Linked DNA regions of Mus musculus: regions 2 and 3 are each linked to region 1. The links are chromatin contacts, called in public ChIA-PET and Hi-C maps. All regions are on one chromosome and are shown on one strand. Each heading gives the region's core, a stretch centred on a gene start, on an enhancer-like site or on the middle of the called end of the contact. The rest is flanking DNA. Distances are from core to core; before and after follow the strand shown. Region 1 has its middle 3.9 kb from the start of Gm28856. Region 2 holds the start of C4bp (complement component 4 binding protein). Region 3 has its middle 18 kb from the start of C4bp.

Region 1 (5,059 bases), core at 1,920-4,419:
ACAGCTATGTAGTGTGAAGCCTTACTGCGGGAGATTAACAGATAGCAGATAAGAGGACGGCATCCAAGTGGTCCCTCCATTGTACAAGCACATTATGTTAGAGGACAAGGACCCTTGCTTCACCATTGCCTACTGGCCTTGTTTTTCTAAGTATAGTCAATGCTGATTTGTAGAGAAGATGAGTCTGTCTGCCGAGGTTCCTCTCTAGAGGTCTTCTGTTGCCTGAGAATAATACTGGCCCATTGTCATTTCCTGCTGGGACCCTGTCCAGATGTAGGAGTCCTACCAGAGCCTCTACTTTGGTTTATGGCCTTGGAACCAAATAGGAATCTAGATGTGAGTGGAGCCCCTGGGACAGGCTGATGTGATACCCACAGGTGAGGAGTTGAGCACCTCTTCTTTGTTCTCAAGCAAAGCCTATTTCAGAATAGTTTTCCTTTTACCTATCAGGAGGACTTTCCCCTTCAAAATGGAGCTCATTATCTTTTTCTTACTCACACGCCTTTTATCTGCCCCGCCTGCCCTCTCTTCGTCATCCCTCAGGTCAGATGTACCCACTGGGACTCAGTGTCCCACATCGGAATGCTCTCTGAAGGCCAAACTTCACCCGCGACCTCCCCTCTTTGCACTTGTATCCAGAATGCAGTACACCCAGTTCTTTAAATGTTTGCTCTGCTCTGATTCTTGCCACACCTCTGCCAAGGATCGTATTTGAAAGACCTGCGTGGAAGGACAAATTACGTCAGTGAGAGGAAGAAGCTGTAGGAGAGAAGGAAGAGTCCAGTCCCACGGCTGCCTGGGTCAGGAGACTGCGCATGAGCGGCATTGCTAGTTTACACAGCTCAGGAGCCACCCCTTCAATAAGTCTGCCTGAAGTGCGCTTAGCAGGAGCCCTCCAAGCTGTTTGTTTCAGGAAGTGGGGGAGAGTTCTGAGTCTAGTAAGTCACCTGCCTTCCCCACAGTACTCCTTGGTTCTCATTTCTGAGAACTGAACTCCTGGGAGGGAAGAATGTATGCTCAGCCTGTGGGGTCTTGCTCTTAAGACAGGCAGGACCTGTTAGCCCAAAGGACTCCATAGCGGACTTCTATTCTGATCTTCCTCAGCACCCTTGATTGTCACTACACACGAAACTCCAATTGAGCCTCTTGTGTGTGGTTCAGCCCCTTTCACCTCTGCCCCAGGTAACGTCTAGTTCTCATATCTGGGATGACCGTAGGGAGCAGAAGCAGTGTGTTCCATATCCCAGACCATTTTTTGAAGTAGATCTTCTCTACCATTTGAACCTAATAGCACCCCTGACTACCCTTCATGTACACAAGATGTATTTTCACACACCTTTCCTTTAAGCACTAACAGGAGACTGGAGGGTCGTCTTACACTTTCTGGAACTACATTAAGAGAACAGCAGATTGACTTAAATATTTGAAGATCTTCTGATGAAGACATGCTGTGGTAACTATGGAACGGTGAATGTGGGGCCTCTTTCAGAGCACCTGAGAGGGACATGTGGCCCAGAACTTGTCCTGAAGAATACAAAGGTCACTTTACTGTCTCCATGCTCGTCTTGGTCATTGTTCCAAACTAAGTATTTCTCATTCCGATTTCCCATATTTCTAAGCACCCTCTCTTACCAAGCTCTTTACATTACGCTTTAGTTATGACTTTGTTATTTATTTGTGTCAGAGGCAGAGGGACAACCTGTGGAAGTTAGCTCTAGCCTTCTTCTTCCATGAGAGTCCTGGGGATAGAACTCAGGCTTGGCAGCAAGAGCCCCTCTCTCTCTCTCTCTCTCTCTCTCTCTCTCTCTCTCTCTCTGTGTGTGTGTGTGGGGGGGGGGTGGGTGGGTGTGTGGGTGTGTCTCTGTGTGTGTGTGTGCTACTGAGGATTAAACCTAGGGCCATGTAGATGCTAAGCAAGTACTCTACCACTGAGCTATTCCCTCCCTCCCTCCCTTCCTTCCTTCCTTCCTTCCTTCCTTCCTTCCTTCCTTCCTTCCTTCCTTCCTTCCTTCCTTCCTTCCTCCCCCCTCTCCCTTCCCTTCTCTTTCTACATTTCCCTCTGTTTGTTTATTATTTTGAGACAGGGCCTCACTAAGTTGCCCAAGCTCATCTTACCTTCATTCTGTAGCCCAGGCTGGACTTGAACTTGTGATCTTCCTGCCTAAACCTTCTAAGTAGCTTAGATACCAGACCGGTTGTCACACCTGACTTCTCTTTGCCTGATCCTTATTTTCAGCAGCTCACAGGGCTTTTTAAGTTAAAGTGGAAAACGCAATCCACAAGGAACAAGCCCTTTCATTTCCTGCTCTTTCCTGATTGTATTCCCTTTTCTGTCCACAGTCTCTCTCACCCAGACCTGGAGAAGTGCCAACCTTTCCCAAGAACCCATTCTTCTTTACTAGATAGATTGTGTCTCATCCGCTTTCATTCAAGAGCCTCCTTCTGACCACTTTCCTCATTCTTCAACTGACTCTTTCCTTCTAGCATGTGATCAAGTTCAAATCTGTTTTTTTTTTTTTTAAAGCAAAGGATACAAAGATACCTGGACCCTTGGTTAGCATTGGTCAACTTCCCTGGCTTGCTTTCTCTCCCCCTTTCTAGCTCAGTTTAATGCTATGCTCCCTGAATTTCCCACATCCTCAAGTTAATTGTCCATGTTCACCTCTCTACTGAGCTGAGCTTGGTAGAACACATGTGCCATGCCAGTGCTTGGGAACCAAGATCAGGAGGAGTGTGAATTCTAGGCTTGCTCAGGCTATACAGCAACACGTGGCCTCAAAATAAACAAACCAGGGCTTGGAGAGATAGCTCAGTGGTCAGAGGACTGAATACTCTTCTAGAAGACCTAGGTTCAATTCCCAGCACCCACATGGCAGCTCACAATCATCTATAACACACTCAAACAGACATACAGGCAGGCAAAACACTAATACACATAAAATAAAATAAATTATAAACAAAACAAAACAAACAAACAAACAAACCAAATTAACCTCCACTGAGACAGTTTGTGTTGGGATTATTAGGGACTTCTTATCCAGCCTCCATCCCTGCCAGCCCAAAATAGGTTAGCTGATTTTCAGGTGTCTACAGCATTTTCAGTACTGGCCACATCCTCTTTTAGAATGTTCCAGAGAACACCTTCATCTAGTCATTAAACAAATATTTGCTGAATACTTGTCCTGTGCCAAGAATCCTTCTGCAAGGTGTACAAAGTCTTTGTTTTCATAATGTTTATATTAGGTTTATAGAAAGAGGAAGTAAATAAAATGAAACTAAGCAATAAACAAGGAGAGATAAGACTGTGGCGAATGCCACACAGGCAATACAATGAAAGCAAAGACTGGGGTTACCTTTAGAGGACCCAGCAAATGTAACCAGAGCCCCAAAGAGTGGTAAGGAGCCGCTGTAAAAAGACAGGGAAAGAGAATCTCCACAGAAAGGATGTTGGGGCAGAGTTCCCCAGCTGGTTCAAATTTGATGTTCTTAAAGGTGAGCATACAGGTACATCTCTGGAATCTAAGAGCACGAGCTCACAGCGGGGTTGCCAACTGTGTCAAAGAAGACTACTGTGAGAAGAAACAAAACTAAACCGAAACCGCAACACAACACAAGAAGGCCTACTGAATCTGCCACAAAGAGTATCACTAGTGACTCAGAAACTCATTTTCAGGAGTCTTAGGGCACATTTGTGTTTTAAGAAGGGAAAAGGTGTGACATTAAGGTGGGTAAGAAGATGTTGTGACTACTTCACGAAGCATTTCCAGGTAGAGTACAGCAGACTGACCAGAGCTCGGTGTCCCACACTCCACACCCCAGGTGAAGTTGAACTTGGAGGCTTGGGGTGCATGGGTGGTTAAAAGCACTTTTTACTCTTCCAGAGGACACTAGTTCAATTCTAAAAATCCACATCGGCAGGCACACAGTGTGTTTTAGGGGCTTTTACACACACAAACACACACACACACACACACACACACACACACACACACACACACTCACACACTTTTAGCAACTTTAATTTTGATTAGTTAAAATGAAACAAACTTAAAAGTTTGGTCCCTCACTGAGGTGAACTAGCTACTTTTAGGTCTTTGTAGCTCCATGGAGCTAGTGGGTACTCAGCTGGGCAGAGCAGGTGTAGTGTGGTTTTTTTTTAATCTTTGGGGAAAGTTCTAGTGAACAATCATGCCTTTGAGAAAGTGATGCTAAGTTAAATTTTTTCTTCTTCTTTGGCTTGGTTTGATTGCTCTCTCTCTCTCTCTCTCTCTCTCTCTCTCTCTCTGTGTGTGTGTGTGTGTGTGTGTGTGTGGTTGAACCCAGGGCCTTACACATGCTATACAACAAGTAGATTGCCCCTGAGCTCCATCCCTAGCCCTTTAAGCTTTTGAGACTGGGTCTCACTAAGGTGCTCAAGTTGGTCTTGAATTCACCCTATATCCCAGTAAGGCCTTGAACTACGACCCTCTTGCTTCCGTTCTCAAGTACCTGATGATAGTACTTGAGAATATAAGATTATAGTCATGTGCCAGCGTATCCAGGTTGTCTGCTGTTAAGTTTTCTATATGAAGGGGACTAAGCACATTCGTGATTATGTCAAAATACAGGGTGCAAATATTAGGTTTCAGAGGCAGTCTAGAGAGATGGCAGAAGGAGACCTGGCAGAAATAAACAGACCTTGCTGTTTATTTCAAACAGCAAGGGGCAGACACAGCAGGAAAAGGGTGTCTATGAAAGGGAAGGGGACACTTGGAGTTTATATGGGGGGGGGGGTGGAGAGTGGGAAGTTAACCCTTTGCTTCAGGGACCTGTGTGCCAGCTCCCTGGTTCTCCCTCCTGGGGTTGTTTGTCCAGACCAGGCTGTTTTATCTTCAGACACTGCCTTTGTCCTGGTTATCAGGATGCAGGTGATAGTGGGTGACCGAGTTAGGCAATAACCGTGATGAGGGAAGGGCTGGAGTTTCAACATGGAGACGGGATTTCAGCATGCCTTGGGAGAACACAGTTCCTTGCTCAGGGTCTGGCAGCGTCTGTTCAACGTTTATTCCAGCGCTGAGTT
Region 2 (5,059 bases), core at 1,049-3,548, 100 kb after region 1:
AGTTGGGTGACACACCGGCAAGGTACAAAGAGGTTACTGGATTCTTACACAAAACAGAGGAATGCAAACACGGAAGAGCTGGCAGGAACCAACTGGGATAAAATTCAATGTTAACAACTGGGATCAATCACAGCTCCACCTAAGGTCCACTTAATCTTAGAAGCTGGGGCAAGGGCTTCGTGCCCTTGCCATAGTTTCTTCTCTAGTCTATTGTATAGTTCACCTTCCCCCTAGGCCATTGTAAATACTCATGTATGGGTGTAACTCGGCTATCTATTGTACTAAGTATCTACTCTGGTTCCTCTTTAGGTCACAAACTTCCTTCTTCCTAGATAATGGTAAATTTCTGTGTAGGAAAGTGACTTAGCTATTCATGCCCAGGGTCGGATCAAGGACTACCTAGAATCTAACTTAGCTATATGTTAAAATATCAATCCTTAGGAGCACTTGTAATAAAGCAATATTATGGGAAAGCACACAGATCCGTTTACCAACTAAAGCCAGGACATTGGAGCATTCTTTATACAGGATGCCACGATTCCAGGAGACTAAGTTTCCGTGAACTTTTTGCCTCGGGACAGCGCCCAGGTTTTCGGGGCCTGTCGCGCTTGTCACTACTGGAGTGAATGTAGCACATTTGAACCTGCAGATGAAGACTGCATTCTTGAGAAGCTCAGCATCAGACTAAAGGAGAAAAAGGAGTTTGAAGTTTTGGCAAGATGGCAGGAACACTTCAGGATAAGAGACAAGATGAAAAATTTAGAAAAGAAGAATCAACCCTTTAAATCAGGGTTGATCAGGACAAAAAAAATGACACGGATTAAACTAATGCACAATGTTTTCATAAAATAGAAGGCAAAATAATTTGTTGTGATTTAGATAAGTTAGTCCCCTGGGAGAGAGAACTCTGCGCTTACCGTAGTAGAAAGCAGGAAAAGGACTTGAAGATACTGATAAACGATATTTGGAAGAGTGAACTGAGGGCGGTATTTCCTCCAAATCAGCTTCCGGGACTTCATAGGATCGCTTTTACATGGACTCTTATCACATTAAATCAGTCTCTTACCTTTGTGACGTGGCTGTGCTTTCTTTACCTCTAATATCCTCCTCATTTTCCTCTCAGTAATTTCTGCTTATCAGTGAAGGTGCACCCCAAATCTTATAACTTGGTCAAACTTCACGGAGGAGCTCAATTTGTGAGGCCATTAGTGTTTATTACAGAGCATAAATTATGATGTCAAAAAAATTTTTTTTCCCTATGTTGATCCAACCCAAGGATTTTGGACATATCAGACAAGTGCTCTACCACCCAACAGCATTTCCAGCCTTTGGTTTCTGAGATAGGATCTTACTATGTAGCCCAGGTTAATCTTGAAATCATAATCCTCCTGCCTCAGCCTCCCAAGTGCTACAGTTACAAGATTATACACTACATCTGGTAAGAACTAATTTTTACTACTTAGAGTTACAATTATTTATTTATATGAGGGGCATTTGGGGCATGGCATGCTTGTGGTAGTCAGAGGACAACATATACGAATTGGTTCAATCTGGGGATAAAACTCAGGTCTTTAGGCTTCATGACATGCACATTTACCCACAGAGCCATCTCACTGGTCCAGAAGTGCTTTCCAAGAGCAATCCTTGGGGCACACAAATCTTTAAACTTATTATTAACAGACTAAGGGTCCATTTCAGGACTTGACTTTATCTGTATATTTATGTGATCGCAAACACATAAATTAGCCTCTTCATTACATTTTTCTGAATATTGACGAGTGTCAGACTGACTTCTGGAGATCCTTTGGTGCCTGGTAGTGGTAGTTGCTAATATCTGTGGAGCTCTGAGTATGTTCCAGTCAGGTCAGCACACAGCAGGAACTCAATAAACAACACACATACTGTGTCTATTGTAGCTCCTGGTGATGCCTGGAGACCAGTGAAGAGTAAGATCCTCAGATCCAACGTCCCTGAGTGGGTCTGCAGTCCTGGGAAGAGAATCATTTTAGTCAGAGTGGGTCTGAACTCCAACTCAAGGTTCCTAGGCTGGTTGGATTTTGTGATGCATAACTCTTATGATTATGAAAAGACAGAAAATTCTGGCATCAAATTCCAAGTCCCCTTCTAACTTAGGGGAAATGGTTGGCAGAGAAGAAAATAAATAATTCCAACACATGATGAAGAATGAGGGCTGGGAGAGAAGGAGATTAAATAAACACTGCTGCTCTAGTCTGTTAATCATTCACCGGGACAGAGGAGACTGTCTCCCTGTCCGTCATACTCAACTGCTTAACCAGAAACTTGTGTGGGTGGAATGCAAGGATCACTTGCGTGGGTAGACTTCAGAAGCTTTTTTGATGGAGCAAGTACTGGCCAGCTTTAGGATAATATGATCAACTCTCATCTTGGGAGAAACTAGTACAGTAGAGATCCAAGTACCACCACAGAGTCTTTCTCTGCTATTGCAGGTCAGTGGGCTACTGAGCACTTGGGTGGGGCATTGTGGGTAAAGCTGGTCATCAGGTTCTTTAGTGTGTGCTCCTCTGTGTTCTATTTATTATTTTTGAGATTACAATTTAATTACATTTTCCCATTCCTTTTCCTCTCTCCAAATCTTCCCATACAGCCCTTCTTGTTCTCTTTCAAATATAGTCTCCTTTTTTAAATTAATTGTTATCACATGCATCTATTCCTAAATACAACCTGTTCAGTCCATATAATGTTACTTTTATGTATGTTTTCAGGGCTGATAATTTGGCGCTAGGAAACCAATTGCTGTGGATCTTCCATGGGAAATACCACAGCTCTTACTACCAGCTTTCCTCAGTTGCCTATAGTTCTTTGTGTAGAATCAAAGCCTCGTGGGATTCCACTGTCTAGTTTTGTATGTTCATCAGTGTTCTTGTTTGGGTCATGTTTGGGAGGTCATGTTGGTGAGACTTTTCTGATACAGTTTCTGATGTTGCTAGGTGACACAATTTCACAGTAAATTCCTTGGACCCTTGGATCCTACAATCGTTCTGCCACCTCCTCTGTAGTTTCTTCTCAGGTGCAGGAGTGTTTCTTAGATGTAGACATCAGAACTGGGACCCATAACTCTGCATTTTGATTGGTTGTAGTTTTCTGCGGTGGCCTCTGTTACAAAGAGAAGTTGGGGTTTTTCTGTTGTTGTTTTTTGTTTTGTGTGTGTGTGTTTTCTGATGAGGGGTTCAAGACTATGTGAGTATGACGATAAATATTTATAGAATGTTGTTAGAGATTATGCTGGCTTAGTAAATTAGTAGTTGTAGATTCTCTAATAACTGGAACTTCACTAGCATTGAGTAGTTAGTTAGCTAGGTTTATAGCAACAGACATGGTTGAATGGGCCTTAAATACAATTAGAGAGTTTCTGGTTACTTTCAAACAATATGTCCCACTATTACACCCTTAGGGTTACTGTATCATGTTGGTCATTGATGCATTCATGGGCATCAGAGCTGGGTAGGACTATTGGTTGCCTTTCCCCTTTTTTTGGAAGCTTGCACAATGTCTTCTAGTAACATTTAAGTCCCCAGAGAGGGGACATTCAGATCAGTTCCATTTCAGGGATCTCTTGACCTTGTTTCTGAAGTGTATGGTGTCTTCAGCAATAGAGACTTACCTTTCACTGTTAGGGCATAACAAAGGGCAATAGCAAGAGGCTGTATGTCTTGGGAGTCTCTTGGACAGCCCAAGATAAAAACTCAAAAAAGGGATTCTTATGTCTGGTATTGAGGGTTTTGTTAGTTAGTCTTTGGGTCCTGGAGTGTTGTGTCCGGCCAGCAGATCACAGACCTGGGTTCTAGTCTGGAAAGGCATTTTGGAAACCTGGAAGAGAAGAAGGGCTGGGCTGCGCTGAGATAAGGAAGGAACCAAGACAAGCTTTCTGTTCAAGGTTCAATTTTAATGTCAGCAAACATGCTTTATAAAGAAAAGGGGAAGCCCATCCCTGGCCAAGCAAGTTCCTTAGAAGTAGATAGGTTCAGCCTTTTAGTGGGAACTCCTGCGAAGATCTCAGTTAGGTGTTAACTCCGGAAAATTCTTGGGAGAGAACCGCTTTGGCCTCCGGTGGCAGGTTGGGCCTCAGGCAAGTAGTGGCACATCAAAAGAGCAGCACAGCAGGTGGCTCCGCTCAAGTGGTGGCAGATGGTCACAGCCAGCCTTGCTAGGCTGGAAGGAGGTAACACTGGAGGACTCATTATCACCATTAGCCCAGATGAGAAAAAGTTCATTAAAACTATATTTGTATTTTTATACATAGAATTACATGTATTATAGAGTTGTTTTTAGGTAAAAAGCTAAGAGTTGTGTATGGATGACACTATTTCCTTAGAGCGAGCCATCTACTACCTTTAGCTCTTACAGTCTTTCCAACTCTCTTACTCAGAGATCCTGGAAGAAGTGGGGTTTGATGAAGACATCCCATTTAGGACTGAGTAAAGTCTCACTTTCTACACATTGTCCAGTTTTGGGTGACTGTGTTAATGCCAATCTAACTGCAAGAAGAAGCTTCTCTTGGTGGGGTTTAGTGAGGTACTAATATATGGGTATAGCAATGTATCATTAAGATTCATTTTATTGCTATGTTTATAGGGCATAACAACAACAACAACAACAACAATAATATCAATAGATTTTCCTCTAAGTCATGACCTATCTTAGACAATTTATCAGTGCCAGATATGGAATCCATCACATGGAAAGGAGACTAAATCCAATTAAAATAAAAAAGAGTGATTGTTTCCTTCCATATCATTTGTGTCACTATTGCACCAGGATATCTTGCAGGCAGATCTCTGTTGTGGGTCTTAGAGTTTGTATCAAGGTAATATTGATGAATACATTCCTCCTCCTATAGTGTACAAGTACCTCCAAGTATCACGAGTGCTAGTTAGTAAGGGTGAAGCTTCTAGCTGGGTACCAGCTTAGTTTCTGTCTGGCAACATAAGTAATGTAGTTTTCAGCAATGGGGTCTTACCATCAGGTGGAAAGCAAACAATAGCCTTAGTTAGAAATAGCCTGTGATATTCATTTGGTG
Region 3 (5,059 bases), core at 1,650-4,149, 83 kb after region 1:
CTGGAGACTATGTGGGGGACTTCTCATTAAAATGACCACACTAATGAAAGTGTTTGTTTCTTCTCAGTTATGCAAAAAAAAAATGTTTTCTAAATATGTTTTCTAAATAATCTGTTACATAAACCCAACGCCTCAAGAATGATGATTATGTCAAGATACCAAAGAAAGAAATGTAGATGACTTTTATTATTAAACAATCCTTGGTGACAGCTGGCCAGGAGACAAGGTCTTCACCATGCCTACAAGCAGACTGCTACCTATGCACAGAGGGAACAGAGCAAAACGGGAGCCTATTGCTCAGTGCTACAGAAATGAACTTCTCTTGGGTATGCTTTGCTTCTCCATTAGGCCTTATCTTCCTTCTCTGTTTTATTGTTGGCAGAGGAGGGAAGTTATCAGTAGCTCCTCCCATGCCAGCACATAAATCTGTAGTCTGCAGAACACCTGCAAGGATAGTGTTGCTGTGTCTGCCTCAGCTAAAATGAAATACTTCCCCTCCTTTACCCCTTCCGAGTTTGATACTTTTATTATCCTCTTCTTTCATATATCACTCTTTATCTTCCAATCATGTGTTGAGGTACATTTAGATGTAACAGTGCCAGGATAACTCCCCAACACAAGAGAAGCAAGGTTAAGAGCCTTGAGCAAGGAGTACAGAGCACATGACCATTGGAACGACAAGTTTGGCTTACAATTTGGAAGACTCACTAGTTGGTAGCATTTATTATAGATCCAGAGGATAGCATTCCATTGACTATCCACCTGAAGAACAGCCAGCCCCTACCATTGAACTGGCCAGGTGAAATCACCATGATCTTTTCCTCCACTGTGGGTGTCTCAGGGCAAACTCAACTATTATTAGTATGCTAAAAACCAGTGTTAGCCCAATAGCCCAGTGGAGGAATAGAGTCCCTGCTGCCTACTAAAGAGAAATAAGAATGTTTAATAGATACCAAAAGAGAAATGTCTGCATCCCTGGGTGAGATATATGCTATGGTGTGGCCTGTGTCAGAAGAGCTTCTAGGGTAACATTTGGTCAGGCTACGACTCAGGAGAGAGAGAAAAGATAGATACTACTGTGAGATGCACTTGCCTTTTGTTTGAATAATATGTCTCTTTGTGAGTGATTCTTGCTACAGGGCAAACTTTAATCTTAGACCATTTTCCTAGCATGATAAACATAGCAATGGCTGGGACTTTCTAGGGTTACATAAGGTTCTCTGTGGATGGTGTTACATTAGTTTGATCCGGGAGGAGCAAATTCCTCTCAGGTTCCCATGCTGGCTAAAGAGACCGGTCCATTTACTTTGTAGTCGAAATGCTAGGGACTTCTGTTAGGTAATTATGTCTATTGCTGCTGGCTTTTTTTTTTTTTCTGAGGCTTTTTAGTGAGCATTCTCAAAACTTTATGGAGATAAGTGGGAGTCTGTCTTTAAAGCCTGGTTCAGTCACTTATTCATATGTTGGATGTGTTCTGCTCCTGATGAGCCCTGGCCCAATTGGGTTGAGAAGGGTAGATGCAAGACACACAGCAGGCCTTGGCTACTCATCAACTGTCTGACTTCATGCCCTGTTTAATGGTCCTGGCAGTTTTCAGTTATCATATAGTGGCTCCAGTGGGCCCTGCATGGTAGTCTTTTGGATGACTCTTCCCCTGAGCCTGGTAGAAGGTTGACATTGAGCATCTTCCCTCTTGGTGTGTACCAGGGCTACCACTGAGATCATCCCACATATTTTTGGTAAGCATGTACAATGTCTGTCCTCTAAGTCTCCGTTATGTTGCAACAGCTTTCTGGCATGTTCGCCCTTTCATCTGTGTAGTCTGGCAGAGTCTTTTTCAGTCTGAGCAACCGCATCATTGTAAGTATTGTTGAGCAGCAACATGCTATAACATTACTTTATTGTGTTGTATATATCCCTCGTATTTCTCCTTGGCTCTTGTCCCCACAGTAAGTGTCTGTTAATGGACCACTGCTGACTCTGCCACTAAGGAAGCCAAGATGGGCTTTGAACATGGCACAACTCTCTGTGCTTATAATTAGGAGTTTCTCTTCTCACATAACTAGGATCCATACTGTGTGGGGTTTGGTACACTAACTGCTGTAAACTTGACCTTCATCAACATAAAAGCTTTCTATCTTTCAGTAGTAGGTTACTGCTCTCTGTTAGGTGTGATTTCATTTTGCTGATGCACCAATTTGTAATTGCTTCTCCTCCCTTCACTCCTGAGTGGTGGTCCAACATTTCATTAGGTACAAGTCACTCCTTCTGTTTGATAGTTACTGGGGTGCCAAAACTGTTGGAGTTCTCTACTGAGGGAGATGTGTTATTACCCCTTCTGTCTAAGATACTCTTACTTAACCAAAATGGTCATCAGCACTGTCTATGACCAAACTATCCAGCCTCTAGTGGGTAAGTCATCAGTGTCTTGCCAACAGCTTCTAGGTAAATGGGTTTTGTGATTATTAAGACTTTGTAAGTAGGATACATTTGTTTTTCCAACAGACATATGTTAGCACCTTAGGGTGTATTAAGCATCTATATACCCTGTGCGTTTCCCACAGCTTGTTTTGGTTCCTTAAATGCTGTAGAATGAACTTCTGTTCAGTCCTTTACCTCTTGGTTTATATTCCAGTTGTAGAGCAGCCTTAGGCAGGAAGAGCCAGGTATGAAATGGAAATCTTCTAGTAATCAAGTAGCCCCACAAATTTCTATGTTTGCTTAACCATGCAGAGAGGCAGAAAGCTTGTACCTTGTATGTTACATCTGTAGCAATACTTTCGTTCATTGTAACAGGCAAGACTCAAATATTTCATAAATGTCCCAGGTCCTTGGACCTTGTCTGGATTAATGTCTTATCAATGTAATGCAATGCAATATTTGAATAGTCTCTGGTTTGGTCCATTCTGCTAGGTCAGATTTGTGATCCCATGGCATAATTTGAGGCTTTGTAAATAACCCTGAGGCAACCTGGTGAAAGTCCACTGATGACTTTTCCTGGTAAAGGCAAATGATTCTTACCTTTCAACTACTATATTGGAACTGAAGAAACCATTGGCCAAATCTAGCCCACAGGACGCAGTGGTGATGGCCCAGCTTGAGTGTATTTGAGACTTCAACAGTATAACAGTGTTAAGTATAGCCAGATACACTTTGTTTAATTCCCAGTAACTCACTGTCTTAAGATATGTTCTTTCTGGGGGTTACCCAAGCTTTTTGGCATGACAACAAATTAAAGGGATCCCATATCAGCATAGTGATGCTTACCCTTCCTAACTCCAGATGATTTCTGTGATCTCTTGGTACTTGCCACACCCTTAGAAAGAACTGGTATATGACCCTGGGGTCAGTGGTACCACGGGTGTGGCGTCTCAAGATTGGCTTTATGACCAAGACATGTTTGTTTTCTATGTACCTTAACCAAAGTTTCCCATGGAAGTTTTCAAGTGCCTCCCCTCGAATATGTTGGCTCTCACAATATATTCAGGGATTATGGCATAGACATTTGAGGGCATGTGCCCCAGTCTCAAGCTGAGCACTGGGACATTTCGTCCACTGGAGATCCCAGTTCCTATTAAGTGGTTTTAAAATTTATCTGGGTTTCTAAATAGAAGTATATATTTGGCCCCAGTAGCTATCTGTATGGTGACTTTTACTGTGTTACAGGGGACCAATATGTAGCCAACTCTATATAAGGGGTCTGTTTCTGGAATGTGGAACCTTAGGCCATGTCTCTATTCATTGTTTTTTCCAGAACCATAGACTCACTCTACTGTCTGAGGCGGACAATGGAGGAGGCCCAAGGATGTGCCACCTGATTCAGTTGGTAAACACTGCCTTTTCATTTATAAGGAGTCTTTTCTTTCTTACTTTTTTTCTTTTTTTAAATTTTAATTTCATTATGTTTATTTTGTTGATCTGATAGTCTATGGTACTATTCCTAGCATGCATCAACCAGCTGATAATACAAGCATACTCTAAGGTATGTACATGTTCAAGGTTAATATTTTTTCCTTTTTTTCCCAATTTTTTATTAGGTGTTTACTTCATTTACATTTCAAATGCTATCCTGAAAGTCCCCTATACCCTCCTTCCCCCTTCCCCTACCCACCCACTCCCACTTCTTGGCCCTGGTGTTTCCCCTGTACTGAAGCATATAAAGTTTGCAAGACCAAGGGGCCTCTCTTCCCAATGATGGCCGACTAGGCCATCTTCTGATACATATGCAGCTAGAGACAGGAGCTCTAGGGGTATTGGTTAGTTCATATTGTTGTTCCACCTATAGGGTTGCAGACCCCTTCAGCTCCTTGGGTACTTTCTCTAGCTCCTTCATTGGGGACCTTGTGCTCTGTACAATGGATGACTCTGAGCATCCACTTCTGTGTTTGCCAGGCACTGGCATAGCCTCACAAAAGACCGCTATATCAGGGTCCTTTCAGCAAAATCTTGCTGGTGGGTGGGACAGTGTCTCTATGGTCCATCCTTTCGTCTCAGCTCCAAACTTGTCCTGTAACTCCTTCTATGGGTGTTTTGTTCCCCATTCTAAGAAGGGACGAAGTGTCCACACTTTGGTCTTTGTTTTTCTTGAGCTTCATGTGTTTTGCAAACTGTATCTTCGATATTCTAAGTTTCTGGGTTAATATCCTCTTATCAGTGAGTGCCTATCATGTGAGTTGTTTTGTGATTGGGTTACAGATCCATCCATTTGCCTAGGAATTTCATAAATTCATTGTTTTTAATAGCTGAGTAGTACTCCATTGTGTAAATGTACCACATTTTCTGTATCTATTCCTCTGTTGAGGGACATCTGGGTTCTTTCTAGCTTCTGGCTATTTTAAATAAGGCTGTTATGAACATAGTGGAGCATGTGTCCTTCTTACTGGTTGGAACATCTTCTGGATATATGCCCAGGAGAGGTATTGCTGGATCTTCCGGTAGTACTACGTCCAATTTTCTGAGGAACTGCCAGACTGATATACAGAGTTGTTATACAAGTTTGCAATCCCACCAACAATGGAGGAGTGTTCCTCTTTCTCCACATCCTCGCCAGCATCTGCTG

The links. A called contact is a pair of places that touch in the nucleus more often than the background predicts. ChIA-PET counts read pairs in DNA pulled down with a chosen protein or histone mark.
Region 2: a contact with region 1 is called in a Hi-C map of liver, with 1.9 times the contacts expected there. The contact joins the promoter of C4bp here to the enhancer-like site in region 1. A contact is called at or near these places in 12 of 39 promoter capture datasets (the 3T3-L1 cell line, the HPC-7 cell line, cranial neural crest and 7 more), 2 of 484 Hi-C or Micro-C datasets (both in liver), 1 of 115 datasets of contacts at active chromatin or transcription factors (pancreatic cancer cells) and 3 of 9 other capture datasets (adipose tissue, liver and pancreatic islet).
Region 3: an H3K27ac ChIA-PET map of liver shows a contact between it and region 1, with 3 times the contacts expected there. The contact joins two enhancer-like sites. A contact is called at or near these places in 2 of 15 datasets of contacts at CTCF or cohesin (the G1E-ER4 cell line and pro-B cells), 62 of 484 Hi-C or Micro-C datasets (the 3T3-L1 cell line, 3T3-L1-derived adipocytes, the AML12 cell line and 42 more), 6 of 115 datasets of contacts at active chromatin or transcription factors (embryonic stem cells, hepatocytes, liver and 1 more) and 1 of 9 other capture datasets (adipose tissue).

The regions. Positions count from the first base shown.
Region 1 is chr1:130,759,906-130,764,964 of GRCm38.p6, reverse strand. No RefSeq gene overlaps it. Among named protein-coding and RNA genes, the nearest start is that of Gm28856, 3.9 kb to the left of the region's middle. Within about 2 kb of position 3,169, at least 25 of the 459 cell types and tissues checked have an H3K27ac peak or open chromatin away from gene starts, as enhancers often do. A contact at or near this core is called in hepatocytes and liver, where this site is marked.
Region 2 is chr1:130,658,857-130,663,915 of GRCm38.p6, reverse strand. It overlaps C4bp (complement component 4 binding protein), which reads left to right and starts at 2,298. Exons shown (of 10, transcript NM_007576.3): 1 at 2,298-2,468.
Region 3 is chr1:130,676,606-130,681,664 of GRCm38.p6, reverse strand. It overlaps the pseudogene C4bp-ps1. Among named protein-coding and RNA genes, the nearest start is that of C4bp, 18 kb to the right of the region's middle. Within about 2 kb of position 2,899, at least 2 of the 459 cell types and tissues checked have an H3K27ac peak or open chromatin away from gene starts, as enhancers often do. A contact at or near this core is called in hepatocytes and liver, where this site is marked.